2 separate regions of the Danio rerio genome follow, and region 1 is linked to region 2. Evidence: chromatin contacts called from public HiChIP or PLAC-seq data. All regions are on one chromosome and are shown on one strand. The core of a region is the stretch at or near the end of the contact, and the rest is flanking DNA. Distances in the headings are between cores, read along the strand shown. Region 1 overlaps si:ch211-212o1.2. Region 2 holds the start of znf423 (zinc finger protein 423).

Region 1 (7,229 bases), core at 459-2,958, 260 kb after region 2:
GTCAATGTGTCCCACATTCATCTTAAAATACCTCAAAATTGGGAAATCGACGAATGAGGATATGGTTTGAAAAGGGTAAAATGTTCCCAGTTCCATTTGTACCCTGCATGGGTTACAGGAACAGCTCAGCCAAAAAAAAATTAATTGTCATCTTTTTAACTCATGTTATTCCAAACCTGTGGATTTCTTTCCTCTTTATAAAAGCAGAGGAGAAGTGTAGTTTAATGTCTTGAGTGCATCATTTTTTTTTTTTTTTATATGATCGAAGCTAAAAATATAAAGCAGAAAAATACCAGTGTTAGCAGATATTAAAAAACATGCTAAATGAACATACTTGTTTATCTGAAAAGCAATGCATTGTTTTGGTCTGTGTAACCCAGCCCTCTGCCAGTTTACCCAATTATATTTCGGCACCCCGGGTGGCCTTGGCAGAAAAAAACACATGTAACTTCAGTCATGAAGGCTACCTCAGTGTATGAAAGCCTGGCTGAAAATGTGACCTCCGGAGGACAGTAGCAGCCTCCAAAAAAAGAGACGCAGATGTAGTTATTAAAATCCACAAGGATTTGTTTATTTTTAAATTAAATGACTAGTACAAAAGTAAGCATTAGCTGCTGTTGAATTTAGAACTTGGGGTTCGTCTCAATCGGCACCCTTGTTTAGTAGTCAATTCACTAACCAGGTTGGCAGCAATTTTAAGTGCTGTCTCAATTGCAAAATTCTTTCCGTTCACTAAAACTTTTGCACCCTGTTAGGTCCCGCACTGTGAAATTCAAGGCATAGCGATACACATCATGCACCGTTAAAGGAAGTTCAGAAGTGCAAAATATGAATCACGTGGTCTAAACCATCAAACTTAATGACAAATGAGAGATATTTTTCTAAAAACAATCTATTGTTTATTTATTTTTAACATGAACGAACAAAGCTAGGCAAGTTAGGGAAAATCTAGCAAATGTTTATTATTATTTAATTGTTGAAATGTTGCCTGCACATGAAGCAAATCAAATATTTAGCTATAATGTTCTTTTAAAACATATTAAAATAAATAAATGAAAACAATAAGTTTTGTTGTATTTTATAAATTTCAGTTTTGATGATGACGAGGATGTTTTCATGTCATGACCCAATGTGTAGTGAACCTAGCTCCTGTTCTTATCAATGCCCAAATACTTGCACACAACCTACTGATGAAGATCTTCGGGAGCTAGTGGTGCTGATTGAGACACAGCATTGGAATATCACACATGTTGTATGGACCCACTTAATTGGCCTTTTTTTTGGAGCTTGACTGTATTTATCCCTTTTCCCATTTGAGATTTTCCTGTCGTTCACTTGATGCCACAGAATGACTTTTATTCCACTAAAATATCAATCACTGATGATCCGATCAGTCAGAGGGATATAAGGTCAATGTGATTGCTTGACGGTTAGGCTAGTACTTAACTAAAGGGTTGAGGTTTGTCACTTTAAGGCATATCGTATTAATTTGCATATAATTTTCTCTCTCTCTCTCTCTCTCTCTCCCTCTCCCTCTCTCTCTCCCTCTCTCTCTCTCTCTCTCTCTCTCTCTCTCTCTCTCCCCCTCTCTCTCTCTCTATCTCTCTCTCTCCACTCTTATTCCTCTATCTCTCCCTACACCTCTCCCTTACGCTATCTGTCTTTCCCAGATGCCCTTGCAGAGTCCTACCCCTGGGAATGTTTTGTTTTTGCGTTGGCGGTTTTTGTAACCATGACTAATCAGATCCACAAGTGGGCTCACTCCTACTTCGACCTGCCACGCTGGGTCACACTATTGCAGGACTGCCACCTAGTGCTGCCCCGCAAGCACCACCGGATCCATCATGTGTCGCCGCATGAGACTTACTACTGCATCACTACAGGTACACTACTGATAGGCACTCTTAAAGGGCTAGTCCAGCTTCAAAATGGCAATTGTCATCATGCAATAGAATAAATATATATAAACATAAAAAGTGTACATCATAAGTGTCAGTTAACCCTGTTGTGTCATTTGTAAAATTCTCCTTCTGCAGTGTTGTCCCAACACTCTTCTTTTGGGGAGGGCACTTTTAGAGCTAGCTAAAATTATAACTTTCTCTGATTTTGATGGTAATCTAATAATGTGCACCTTTTGTGAAGCTGCTTAGGAACAATTATTATTGTAAGAAGCGCTATAAATTTGTACATGAATTGAATTGAAACAATAGAGGAGGAGTGCCAAACTCAGTTCCTGAAGGGCCGCAGCTCTGCAGAGTTCAGTTTCAAACTTGCTTCAACCTTAAGCACTTACCTGTAGGTTTCAAGTCTGAAGGACTCAATTAGTTTAATCAAGTGTGTTTAATTAGGGTTAAACCTTAACTGCAGAGCTGTGGCCCTCAAGGAACTGAGTTTGACATCCGTGCAATAGAGCATCAAGATGTAATGGTTAATTCCAGTCCTAGTTAGGCTTAGGCACTACACAGAGCCAAGTTTTGTTGTTGTGGATTTTGTAGCTAGAAATATAGATTTGTAGTTACTGGTTAGAAATAGAAATATATTAAATAGATTAGAAACTGTCAAATGTTGAAAAAAGATTCATTTGATCAGAACAGGTCATTCCTGAAGCAGGGAACAGTCAAGGTAAAGGTCAATAAAATTGATCTTGTGCATCTTTAGGAGAGATCCACAATGCACTGTTCGCTTGTAGAGCACAAGCTCCTTCAGACTTATGCTCGCTCCAGAAGTTTATAAACTAGTATTACAGTAAAGTAGTGCAGAGCCAGTGCTTTTTGTTTTTTAATTTTGATGTGAGCAGCAATTAATAGCCAGTGCAGATTGATGAAAAGAGTTGTTTTCATTTTTTTGGGCTTGTTAACTCTCAACGCCATATTCTGGATTAGTTGTAAAAGTTTGATAGGCCTGGCCAAAAAGCCTCTCAGAAGAGCACTGTAATAGTTAGGCCGGAACAGAGCTAGAAGTTTGACCTGTGTAGCATAGGTGGGAGGGTTTTAGGGCCCGGTATACACTAATATGTTTTAGTTGTAAAAATGGTGTTTTAGAGTGAAAAATGATCCACATCCATACTGCCGTTTCATCTAGTGTTTCTGAAAAGATCTCCATTCACACTGCAGCGCTGAAAAGTCACATCACGTGACCACACACACACTCTGGCATGCGCCGAAGCATATGCGCACGTCTAAGCTCCAGGCAGTCAGCGGTTGCTTTGAGCACACCTCCCCAGGTGAGAGCAGCGCTTGTCAGACAGTTTATCAAGCATCTACTGATGGATGTCATCTCACTAATGTTGTTGAACGTGATTTTTAATTCATCTTGTCTCTAAGGACTCTTCTGTCTTTTGAATCTATTACTTTTTCTCAGGTAACACATTTTGGCTGAGCACAAAGATAAGTTAGGCTAATATATTAATTTATGTAACCACATACACTGATTTTGCACATTTGACTGGCTGCTTGCCTTTATTTCCTATATTGTATAAACCTATTGTATTATTGATTGCCATTTTTTATTATTAATTAACTGATATTCAGCAAAAGAGAGGGTATGTTTCAAAATTTTCAGTAAAAATTAAAGGAGGCAGCAATGTTATAGGCTCCATTTTGCTATAAATATACGAACAGTAAAGATAACGGTCAAATAAACATGTAGCTACACGATACCACAACATTTTTAGTGTCTGTTAAGTTGTTAATATCAAAATCAAAATAGGCAGTTTCTTAAATCATGTTTTCATTTTATTGCTAAGAAAAGTGAAACAGCGTAGCCAGGGTGATGTGAATGATGCTATAAAGTACGTTGTTACCTTTGAAGATTTGCCCAACATGTCATCAGGAGTTTGTTTTCCATTTCAAACTTGCAAAGTCTTAATATTTATATATTATATTATGTTACAACAAAGACTTAATATTGAGAAACAGCCCCAATCACATCTGTTTTTAGATGTCTCTGCTTTCCCCCATCCAGCAGTGTTTTAAAACTCGAAAACTCTGGTAACCGTAGCTATTTGTTTTTAAAACTAAAACGTATTGGTGTAAACGGGGCCTAATTTTCCTAATGTTGTGTGAGGCAAATCTGCAGCACTGGGGAGTTCAGGTCTAGAAGTTCAGCTAATCGTCAGTCACTTTTCCAAAGTTGGAAGTCTTGGAAGGAGTAATGCCATGGTCACACTAGAGTTTCAGCTTGTAAAATTCTGTCATATGGCGCTGAGAAAAGGGGCAGGATTAAACATGATTATTAGACATTTAAAAAAGCGAGCGATTGGTCCATGTTTTAAATTTCTGTACAGAGCAGTCATGTTTTAATCTTTGATTGGTTTCATGGAGTCACTTGACGTGATTTTTCAAGGTTTTAACACAGCGAACTGCAAAACTTTTCACACAAGCTTGCATATCTGGTCTGCTGCATTCGAATTGTATGAAAGGAAGTCGATGGGGCAAAAAGTGCATTGTGACCACGGCTTATTAGTTTATGCACCTAATTAGACTGCTAATATGCAAATCTTTTAACAAGCATGAAAACCCTGTAGATAAAAAAATGTACAACATATAACTAAATGCTTTCAATGTGGCATTTAAACACCAAGTTAAAGTTAAACTAGTTCAAAGCATTTTAGACCTTTTACATTTAGCATCATCCACTGGTGGTTGAAGCAGCAGAAATGCAGGTGTAAACAGGAGCCATCATTTGTATAATACACTGGAAACGTTCTTCATGTTTATAATAACATGATTGTGCACAAATGATGACAGATTTTCCTTTTTTTGGTTGTACTATCGTTTAGTCCTGTGGGCATCTTGACAATAAGAGTTTGGATTGGATTCAGATGAGGCAGGTTAACTACTTCTGAGAGCCTTTAATGTAGCTGATCATGTTAACCTACAGTATCTGGCAAGGATTCTTCCATGAAGCGTGGCCTGCATCGCCAGTAGCTGTAGAGAGTGGGTTAAAATAACTTTTTTAAAGTCAGCTGATCGTGTGTGTGTTTGCTCGTAAATGTGTGTGTGTGTAAAGGCATTAAACTCCCATGATAGCTGGAGCACTCAGTATGCGGCGTGTGTCTCTGGGAGCGAGGATGCTTGTGCGTCACCCTGCGCCCCAGTGGACGACAGATGTGTGTGCGCACGCATGCTCCAGAGCACAGACCGGTCCTTTTGACCCTCCCTCCTTCCTTTCCACTGCTGCTCCCTGATCCCACCGGGAGACGCTGATGAAGGGAGAGGAAAGGCTCCGCGCACATACACACACGCGCACGCTTGGGAGTCTCTCTCTGCATGAGCCCTGCTCCTCCACCCTCCCTGCCCGAGTCCCCCAGGGGCCAGGACCCGCCTTTGTGTGTGCCAGTGGCTGACAACCTCCATGTATATTTAATGCTAACCTGCTGTCAGTGCTAACAAATAGGCCTGCGCAAAGGGGGGGTGGGGGGCGGTGTGGGTTTGACAAAGATGAAAAATCAAACAAACATGATGAGCTGTTCTGCTCTCCTCCTGCACCAAAAGGGTCACTATAGAGAGTGGGTACACACACACACACACACACACATGGAGCTGACACAGACGTGACCAAAGAACAGTGTGGTGCTTATATACTGAGAGACAAGGGCGATAGATGGCCATATGATGTCATAATCAGAGATTGGTGGAAACAGTGCTGTGGTAGGTGGCATGGTGCAGGAACGGTGTGAGGTTCTTTCAAATGCTACTGGGTTATTTTACTGTATTCATATTCTCTTGCGTTGAAGAATGTCATTGTACCTGCATGTTGAAGGAAATATTAGGATATTTTGAGTTTTTTGAGATTAGTTGCCTACTTTCACGTTAAAACTTATATAAGACTGTAATAATTCTATCACTGTGGGACCATTTGGAAAATTTTAAAACTGCATAGTTTACTATTTCATGTAGAATCTACTGTAACGTACTGGAAATAGTTTGCTAGTAGTTTACTGTAAATTAATTGTTGGAAGAATACTATATTTACATTTACAGCACCATTAATCCTTACTGTAAAATAAACAGTAATTTTCACAATGCATTAATAAAATACAGGGTAACACTTCAAAAAATAGTTAAAGGGAACCTATTTTGCCAGTTTTTCGTTGTGCCTTAATCTCTGGCTGCGTCAGATAAACATCACAGTGACAGACATGAAGGAAGCAGATCTTGCGTAACGTTTGTGAGAAATACTACAGTAAGAACTTTCCCAATGATTATTTGATGTATTTGTTGTGGAGTTAATGAGTCGATGAGAACAATGAGTCACACACAATGTCGTTACAAAGTTCACGTATGCGAAGACACACACTCACAGACACACACAGTGCGTGCGTTTAATTTTGCACTGTTTTTGCATGCAAATGTGACCGGATGCACGTTAATATCCACTGCTGTATGGATATCCATTATGTTAATGTACAAAATAAACCCGATTTAACGTCCACAAACTGGGATTGAAGAGTCTACTTTTATCATTTTTATGACATGAGGGTGTGGTGATAAAGTAAAGACGGTAAAATTGCTGTAATTCATTACGTTTTAAAAACATGTTAAACTTGTGAAGCTCGTTCTTGATCACATCTGATGATGATTGATGATCACAGAGAGATGAACAGATTTTTTAACCCCAGTTGCTTTGCTCACGTCCTGTCTTATTTATGTGATTATACACTTTACTAAGGAGACATCTTAATACGCGGCTGTCAGTCAATTTGGTGGGCGGGGGAACCGCACTTCTACATCAAGTTGAGGTGGGCCTTAAAATGGGAGGGATTTGGATCCTATTTTAATGTCAGGAAATTTAAAAAAAGAGACTTGAGTTTATATCACCCCAATATGACATTGGACACACTATACCTCTACACAGTTCAGTCCAGACAGCTTACAAAAGATGATCTTTATCACAGGTGCCCTTTTATGTATTTACTAATATGAACAAACAATTAGTGATACATTTATTATGATATTTATTCATCTTTGTTATCGTTAGTTAATGTTATTTAAGTTAAATAACGTTAGATGTTAACTCACACTGGATCAGCTAATGTTAATGAGCACAACTTTTAAGCATCCGGAGGAAACCCACACAAGCACGGGGAGAACATGCATGCTCCACACAGAAATGCCAACTCACCTTGCTGAGGCTCGAACCAGTGACCCTCTTGCTGTGAGGCGATAATGCCTCCCACTGCGCCACCGTGACGCTCCATATTTTAATTATGTGTTACTTATACATTA
Region 2 (7,586 bases), core at 2,777-5,276:
TCTCTTCCCGTCTATTTTCCTGAAAGCACATTTGTCTCTCTCCTAGTTTCCCTAATTCTCCAGACATGTTCCAAACATTCTTTTTCCCCCCTCTCCCTCCCCAAAGTTGGCTTCCTCTGCCCTCGTTCCTAGGCATCAGCTGAAGACCCAGCAAGGCCCCCATACACAATGAGCTTTAATTGGGTTAAGTTTGTCCGCCACAGATAACATTTCTCTTTCTGTGGAGAATAAAACAAATTGCTGGCACTAATGGCACTGTTTAATGTAGCTCTTTTTATTATGGATGGAGGAAATTAGGAGGAGACTCCCAACAGAGAGCTGATGTCGTGGGAGTGAGTGCATTGTTGCAGCTCATCAGAAAAGCGTTTTTGCTGGAGCGCCGGCCTCCTCGCCGCAAATGCTCATCTCTCTCGCTAAGCCCTTTCATGTGGCCTTTTGAAAACAAGTCGGCGCACCTACGAATTGGAGCGTTAAACTGTACGGCCTGTGCGAGATCTGACAAGATCAGGTCCTGCGTTTGGCGCCATGTGTCACGAACCTGTTCTCCGTCCGCTGTTTTTTATGCCTTAATGCCCTAAGTCCATAAAGCTGGTGTTTCTTTGTGTAAGTCTGGGGCAAGAGCCAGAGAAATGGGGGCTTGGAGGGGGGCTTGTTATTGAGGTTTTGGCACAAGATGCAGTAAGCCTAAAAGCCTGAAATTTGTTCTGCATTGCTTTCGTTTCTGAAGAGGGTCCCCCTTTTTCAAGTCAGACGTCTCACTGCAGCAGGCTAATGGGACGCGAGGACAGATGCACACCCTGGCATTTAACACGCCAACACCTGAGAGTGTTTGGAAGACAATCAGCAGTAAAACTGTAATGTTCAATCTGGATTTTTATGGTGGCTAATCAGGACTGATGAAGTAGAGGGTACATTAAAGTGCAGCCGAGCGGTCAGCCCCAATCTGCGTTCCTGCTCTCCACCTCTCCCTTGTGTGCCCGTGTGCACTCGGCATCAGCACGGCTGTCTGGGTCCGGGGTCAGTGTAACAAACAAAACGTGCTGTTTTAAGCGCCGCGCTGTCCTTATATGGACAATTAGTGCTGTACGCCGGCATATTTTAGCAATCCTATATTTTGCTGATATACACGTTGAGACAATTAAAAGCTCCTGGCAGTGCTTTTTTTGCTTTCATAATAGATTCTATCAGGTCAGGTCACTGTAGCTCAGTCCCGAACGTATCCGAATCAAATAAAGTTCTTCATTTTTTGGCTCACCTTCAGATCCATTAGCTTTGGACGCATTCGTATTTGTAGGGATTGACAGAAATGACATGACAAGCATGTGCCTTTCCTGTACTTTGTTAACGAGACAAAAGAGTGTTGGCTTTGCAGTATTTAAATCAGTTATGTCTAATTATTTCATACAAAAATAGCCTATCTAGGGCAAAGCCAATGAGATGTAACATTGTCTGTGGAGGGGGGACCTGGAGGAGTTGGCGTGAGTTCAGCTGAACAGAACAGAACAGAGAGAATACGCTGTAGGCAACATAAATATAACATGAACTCTCCAGGCTTGTGACAGTACAATGGGGGAGTGTTTAAGGGTGTTTTCTGGGGCCGCACTGTCCAATGGATGATGGTCGCATAAGAATAGCAGCATACCTAGGTACGCTGAGAGAGGAGACGGATGAGAGAAAGGACAAAACGCTGTTGAGTTATTGCTAAATTTTGAATAATTGTTGCATGAATAATGTAAGGGCATCAATCTACTGCCATCCCTGCTGCGTGGAGGGAAATACTAGCCAAAAGTGAGACCATTTGAGTTCAGTTAGCAGTGAAATGAAGTGTTGCAAATGCCTTCATTACTTATTTTGCGTCCGACGTAGGATTTTGTTCCTTCTTTGAATGTCCAATATTTTTCAAATGGGATCCAAACAAAAAAAAAAAAGAAAAGATTATAATACTAATAAAAATGTTTTGCCACTCATTAAAATCATCCTAAAATAGCAACGGCGTTTATTCCAAACAGGACCACCGCTTTTGTCGTTCACACCTCTTTTTCTCCAGCGTCTTAATTAATTTCATCCACATGTCTTGTAAGTCTTATTCTGAACTGTTCATTGTGGTGCAAGAAAAATGCAAATCCGTAAAAAGATGACAGAGGGTGTAATCGTGTGCTATGTGATTTCACAATGCCACTCTTTCAAACCATTCATGTCTCGGCTGTCCTTGACCCTTAAGGAGCTTGTAATGTGGGCTATTTTCCTCCTTTGAATTTATCCAAGAAAAAGGGACCACTGCGGTGAGCTTTCGCCCCTTCGTGCCAGCGGCCTCTCTCTCTGGGACACCAGAAGCACATTTAAAAGCGGTCTCCAGGCGTGCGCTCAGACGAGACAAGAGGGGCCCCGGTCCTCTGCGGGGGGTCAATTTTAAAGGCCGCTCCGTGGCTCCACAGGGCGCCTGGCTCAATCTGCAGGACATCCCACTGACCGAGACAGGGTGCCCACCATGTTATCCATGACAACGGCTGAGCAGCTCCGGCGCACCGCATGTGATTTTGACCATTTCTTAGGTTGATTTTTGCACAAATGATCTTCTTTCTGCAATTGCACTTCAGCAGCACATGCAAACGGCCAGACAGACGCTGTGGGGATTGAAAATACTGTCGAAAAGGCCTAACACTGCCAAAAGGAATCCTAGAAAAAGGGTTTAAATGAAGTTTAGTTAAAACGTATCCCAAAATAACTAAAACAACACATCTGACTGACTCCATAAAAAAAAGATGCAGATTAAACATGCATTTAATGTTGACACAAATAAACAAACACTGACACAATATATGCACTCAGAAATCTATCATACTCACCCTCTTGTTTTAAATCAGAATGAGTTTCTTTAGTCTCATTCACTTACACACAAAAAATGTAATAAAGTGAATGGTGGCGGAGGCTGTCAGGGCTTAACAAACTGCCTAATATCTCCTTTTGTGTTGAGCAAAAGAAAGAAAGTCAAAAAGGGCTTGGGAGAACGTGAGGTTGAGTAAATGATGACATTGTTTATGTTTTCGGCTGAGCCCAACTATTCCTTTAAATCTAAAACTGTTCGTTTTAAACGCAGGTTAACGCATTACAAAGACGACGTAGGAATGTTAAATGTTCAAAATAACCAAAATGTCATGGTATCCAATCGACAGTTAAACGCTGGAGTGAACCCGAGACGATGGCATCGGTACAAGGAGCGCAAAAAGCGAATCCAGTCCGTCTTTTTTCTTGCACGCTGCAGAGTTTCCTCGAAGCTCCGTGTTTTGGCCCCGATCCGTGCTCCAAGTTAAGCTGTAGTTTCCATGGCTGACCATGGTTTGGTGCTGTTGGCTCTCTCTGTCTGCTCAACCCAGGCTGTGCGGAGCTCCCTGCGGGATCAGAGCGCTCCCCCGCCGGGACCCTACTCTCACATCCTCCTGCTGGGACACGGCTACATTTCCAGCCAAGCCTGGCTTTATTATGTGTGTCTGCGCTGCAGCCCCGCCAGCAGTCGGATCGGGAGGCGGAGGGAAGACCAGAGTCAGGACAAAGAAAAAGGGAGAGAGAGGCTAGCGACTAGAAATATTTACGGCTTTTAGGACGATAAACAACAAGAAGAAGAAAATCCCCTCAGGTAAAATGCTGCGTAAAATGCCATTGAGAGTGGCACCTTCGGAAAAATAACAGCGAAGGAGGGTGGTTCGGCGGATCTCAACGAAAAGAGACAGTTGCGACAACTGCAAAAAGGAGGACAAACATAGCGAATCAATTCCGAAACACCGTCGAAGTGGCTTCTCCACATTATCGGCAAGTATTGGCACCTCTCGCTACTGATCAGGTGTAATTTGGGCACGCTCCGCTTCTCGAAACTCTGAGCGCGCGTGCCCGCTCCGCCGTCAGCGTCTACCGTTACGGAGGAACAAAAGAGCGTTCGCGCCTCGAGAACGGGGAAAGCCGCAAGTTATTCGTTAAATCTACAGGTTGGAGAAGTTCAATCATTGGAATATCCCTTTCCATTGCCGTACTCTCTCTTCCTTTGCACGCTTCTGGACTAGCGAGACTGAAGTTGCCGCATTGCAACAGGCAAAGTGAAGAAATCTCCCAAGTATCAGCGCGTGACCTGTCAATATTTCTTGGAGAGGACAAGATACCGATTAAAGAAAGTAAAATATTGCTCTTAACACGGAGATGTCTAGACGCAAGCAGGCCAAACCGCGCTCCGTTAAAGGTAAGCGTTTTATGTTGCTGTACGAGAGGGAACAGAACAACTCACATGACCAATGAGATTTCCTGGGTAAAACTGGCGGGGATTGTGAAAATTCATCGTTTTACGGGTTTGCTTTCAATAGTGACACCATGTTTAGAAACTTTAGGCATGCTTTTCGATAATTATCAAATTAAGCTCTTTCATTTTGATGCCAGGTGCCAGCAGGTCTTGTGTTTGGGAGGACAAGTTACCTCATATAAGCTGAAGCAAGGAGCTATACCTAAAAAATACATGTAAATAGGTTAGTTATTAATAATAGGTGTAATATGTTTTTAAAAAGCCCAATTTCTAATAAATTATATTTACATTTTATAATTAAACTTAATAGTTATCATAATCACGTCATTATTAATATTATACGATATACTACATTTAAATGTAAACTTTATTTATTTAAAATAAAAAAAATTAACTATATTATTTTTATTGATATTTTAACCTTATTTTTAATAGAATAACCTTTTAATTAGGTATATTCCTACATCACTCATTTTATACACCTCTCAGTCTGTTGTAGTGTAAGTGAAATTTGATTCTCTGCAGACCTCAGATTGCAGTTTTCCCCCCCTCTTTGCTGTTTATTGTCTTGAATTTATTCCCGGTTGTGACTTTGACATGTCAGAATCAGTCACACACAGTCCCATCTCATTCATGCCCCTCCTACAAGACTCAACACTTTCAGGCAGGTGAATTTAGGAGCAATAAGGCCTGCTGCTATTTCAGCTTGTCCATCAGCAGATATTGTGCTGCTGGTCGAGATATCACTTGGCACCGTCACCCCAATAGAAACCAGATGGGCTTTCGGGTGGCCATGTGGCCCATATTAGTACCCCCTCCCCCAAATAATAACCAGTTTTTTGTTTTAATTAACGGCCGCAATCTGCAGAGGTTCATCAAGGGAGAAACAAAAACGGTCATAAGTTTACATAGAGTGTAAGTGGATAATATTCATGGTGGATGAAGTGAAAATACACTCATAGACATTTAACACTGACAGAGCCTGCTGGGTGCAGATCAATCCTAAACAATGTTGTTGAGTTGTTTTGCAGAAAAGTGCAGGCTGTTGACCCTGTAATCAATAATGTAATATTTATTTTTTCACATGCGCAGAGTGATTATTGTAATATGCATAATCTCCCCCCCCCCGCTAGCATTAACCAATTTTATTTTTGTTTGTTTTGTTTATAAAAGGCACATTTAAAGCAAATGTCTTGTTGTGTTGCAACAAATACTATTGCAGTTTCCTATCGAGTATGCGTTGGCCTGCAGCAGCACAGAGGTTTGGGGGTAAACAGTGATTGTATTGACTCAGCGATGCACATCAATCAGAGGCCAATTAAATATGTAACCAAGGCTCGCTCTGTCCCTATCTCAGCCCAGCACCTTTAGCTTTGATTGGAATGCTTGGAGATTAGAAGGGCACCAACAATATGTCTGAGTGTGGTATGCACAAAAATCACTCATGTTTTTTTATGTTCCGGTGTCTTGTGTATTGGCTCGCTCATCCAGAGGTTAAGCTTGTTTGTCATTAATTTCTGCTTTGATATGTTGCAATCTGCAGGTGTTAGGGATGTAGTAAACATATGCAGGCGCATTGGTTGCTGCTGGTGGTGGTGGGCTTCTTGAGAATCCATTGCCTATTGTCAAGGTAGTCCGGGTATTTTTTTTTTCCAGTAAAGGAAGTCATGCTCTCACATCACATTACATTAGAAACTGTGATTGCCAGTGTTACTCGCGCACGCAAGAGCGAGAGAGAGATTATTTTGAGAGGAAAAAGACAGCGAGCGTTCGTCAGAGGGGGAGAGGGAGCTGCGCTTATCAAAATATTATTTCTCTCAATTAATCCCTTTTTAATGTGTGTCTATGCACTGAGTGCTCGGCTGTGGCATTCCTGTTTCATATCTCCACCGTCCCCATGAGTGTTTCATGCATTATGTAGCGATGATTATTACTTAATTACACATTAATAAATCCCCTTCATTTGCAGGACATTAAGAGGGGGATGAATGCACACGACAGTAAGAGAGACGACGAGGGCACTTATTTTCATTTTTTTCACCGTTGTTTACAGTCGACCGATTCAAATTGGACATTTTATTTAATGAAAGGGAGAAACGATTGAGTGATGCTTGTCTAAAGCTCACTGAGAATAAAATCTAATGGCGTTATTTCTCCCCTCTGCCCACTGACACCAGGATGTTTTTGGTTTTGTGGACGAATTTGTTCCTGCTTTGTATGTTTATGTCTTTCAGAAATGTATTCAGCTCTTCCTGCAGATATATGTATCCTTTCCCAAGGATTTCGATTGGGAATTGAGTAATTACTTGCTGTTTTGAATGTAAATTTTGAGTGGTGAATTTGAACAAGTAAGGGACTGTGGGAAGGAAGAATTTTTCATACATAGATGCACAGCATGACTGCAAGTATTAATTTTTTTTGATGGCAAAGAGGCAATTAAAAATGGTTATAATTATTTTGGTCATTTCATAGTTTCTTATGTGAAAATTTTCAGCTCTGCATTTGTCCGACTGTAAGCGGCTGAGGTTTTCAGTTTTTTGATTTCAGCGATATTATTTGAAATGCTTATCTTACACTTTTTTTTTTTCATGGGCTGCAAGGTTACTCGTAAGAATATTAGGAAGGAGACAATGAAACTGTATTATGTTGATCGTTTTGGTGTGTGTTAATGTAGTAGTACAGGTTTCATCATATTTTTTCCTTCTTTTCTGACACCATCTGGTTTTAGCATTAAATGGCCTTTTTATTGTCACCTAGGCTTTTGGCTACGGCGGTGAAGTTTCATTGGTCAGTGGACTGTTGTAAAATGTTGAAGTGAGTTACCATAGGGCTGCGCAGATGAAGAGATCAGGGAACGAGATCCCCCAGCATTCTTATAGATCCGCATTTGTGTTTTTCATTTCGTGCTTTGATTCGTGTGCTGTTTCCAGTTTTTGTGAACCAATCACTTTGTTGCATCTGTTGCATATTTTCAAATGATGGTTCGTTTAGAATAATAGATTCAATTTATTTTTAGGTTGTTTTTCCATTGACTTTTCTGTTGTAGTAACTGAGTTTTTTTTTCTTTCTGTAAAACATTTTCCTGAGATAATGCTATATTTAAATAAACTGTCTTGTATTTTTTTAATTAATAAATATAATCACCTGAAACTGAGAAGGCATCTGTTTTGCTTCCAGGCGTTTTAAGTGAGGATTGAGAGCGAGCTATTTATTGAGTCTGTGTGTTGACTGTTAGAGGGTGTGATTTTTGAGGTAATGGGAGATGAACCACAAAATTGATTTTTATGCTCTTGCGTTTTTT

What was found. HiChIP or PLAC-seq counts read pairs in DNA pulled down with a chosen protein or histone mark.
Region 1: a contact with region 2 is called in an H3K4me3 HiChIP or PLAC-seq map of embryo, with 11 times the contacts expected there. The contact joins the enhancer-like site here to the promoter of znf423 in region 2. A contact is called at or near these places in 3 of 18 Hi-C or Micro-C datasets (caudal fin and embryo) and 3 of 4 datasets of contacts at active chromatin or transcription factors (caudal fin, embryo and gastrula embryo).

Annotation. Positions count from the first base shown.
Region 1 is chr18:19,432,348-19,439,576 of GRCz12tu, forward strand. It overlaps si:ch211-212o1.2, which reads left to right. Exons shown (of 6, transcript NM_001080164.1): 5 at 1,671-1,883. Among named protein-coding and RNA genes, the nearest start is that of si:ch211-212o1.2, 50 kb to the left of the region's middle. Within about 2 kb of position 1,709, at least 3 of the 62 cell types and tissues checked have an H3K27ac peak or open chromatin away from gene starts, as enhancers often do.
Region 2 is chr18:19,167,685-19,175,270 of GRCz12tu, forward strand. It overlaps znf423 (zinc finger protein 423), which reads left to right and starts at 4,027. Exons shown (of 8, transcript NM_001080030.1): 1 at 4,027-4,228. The coding sequence starts at 4,189. It overlaps LOC101885646 (a long non-coding RNA gene), which reads right to left and starts at 4,271. Exons shown (of 2, transcript XR_222491.6): 1 at 2,847-4,271; 2 at 1-2,676.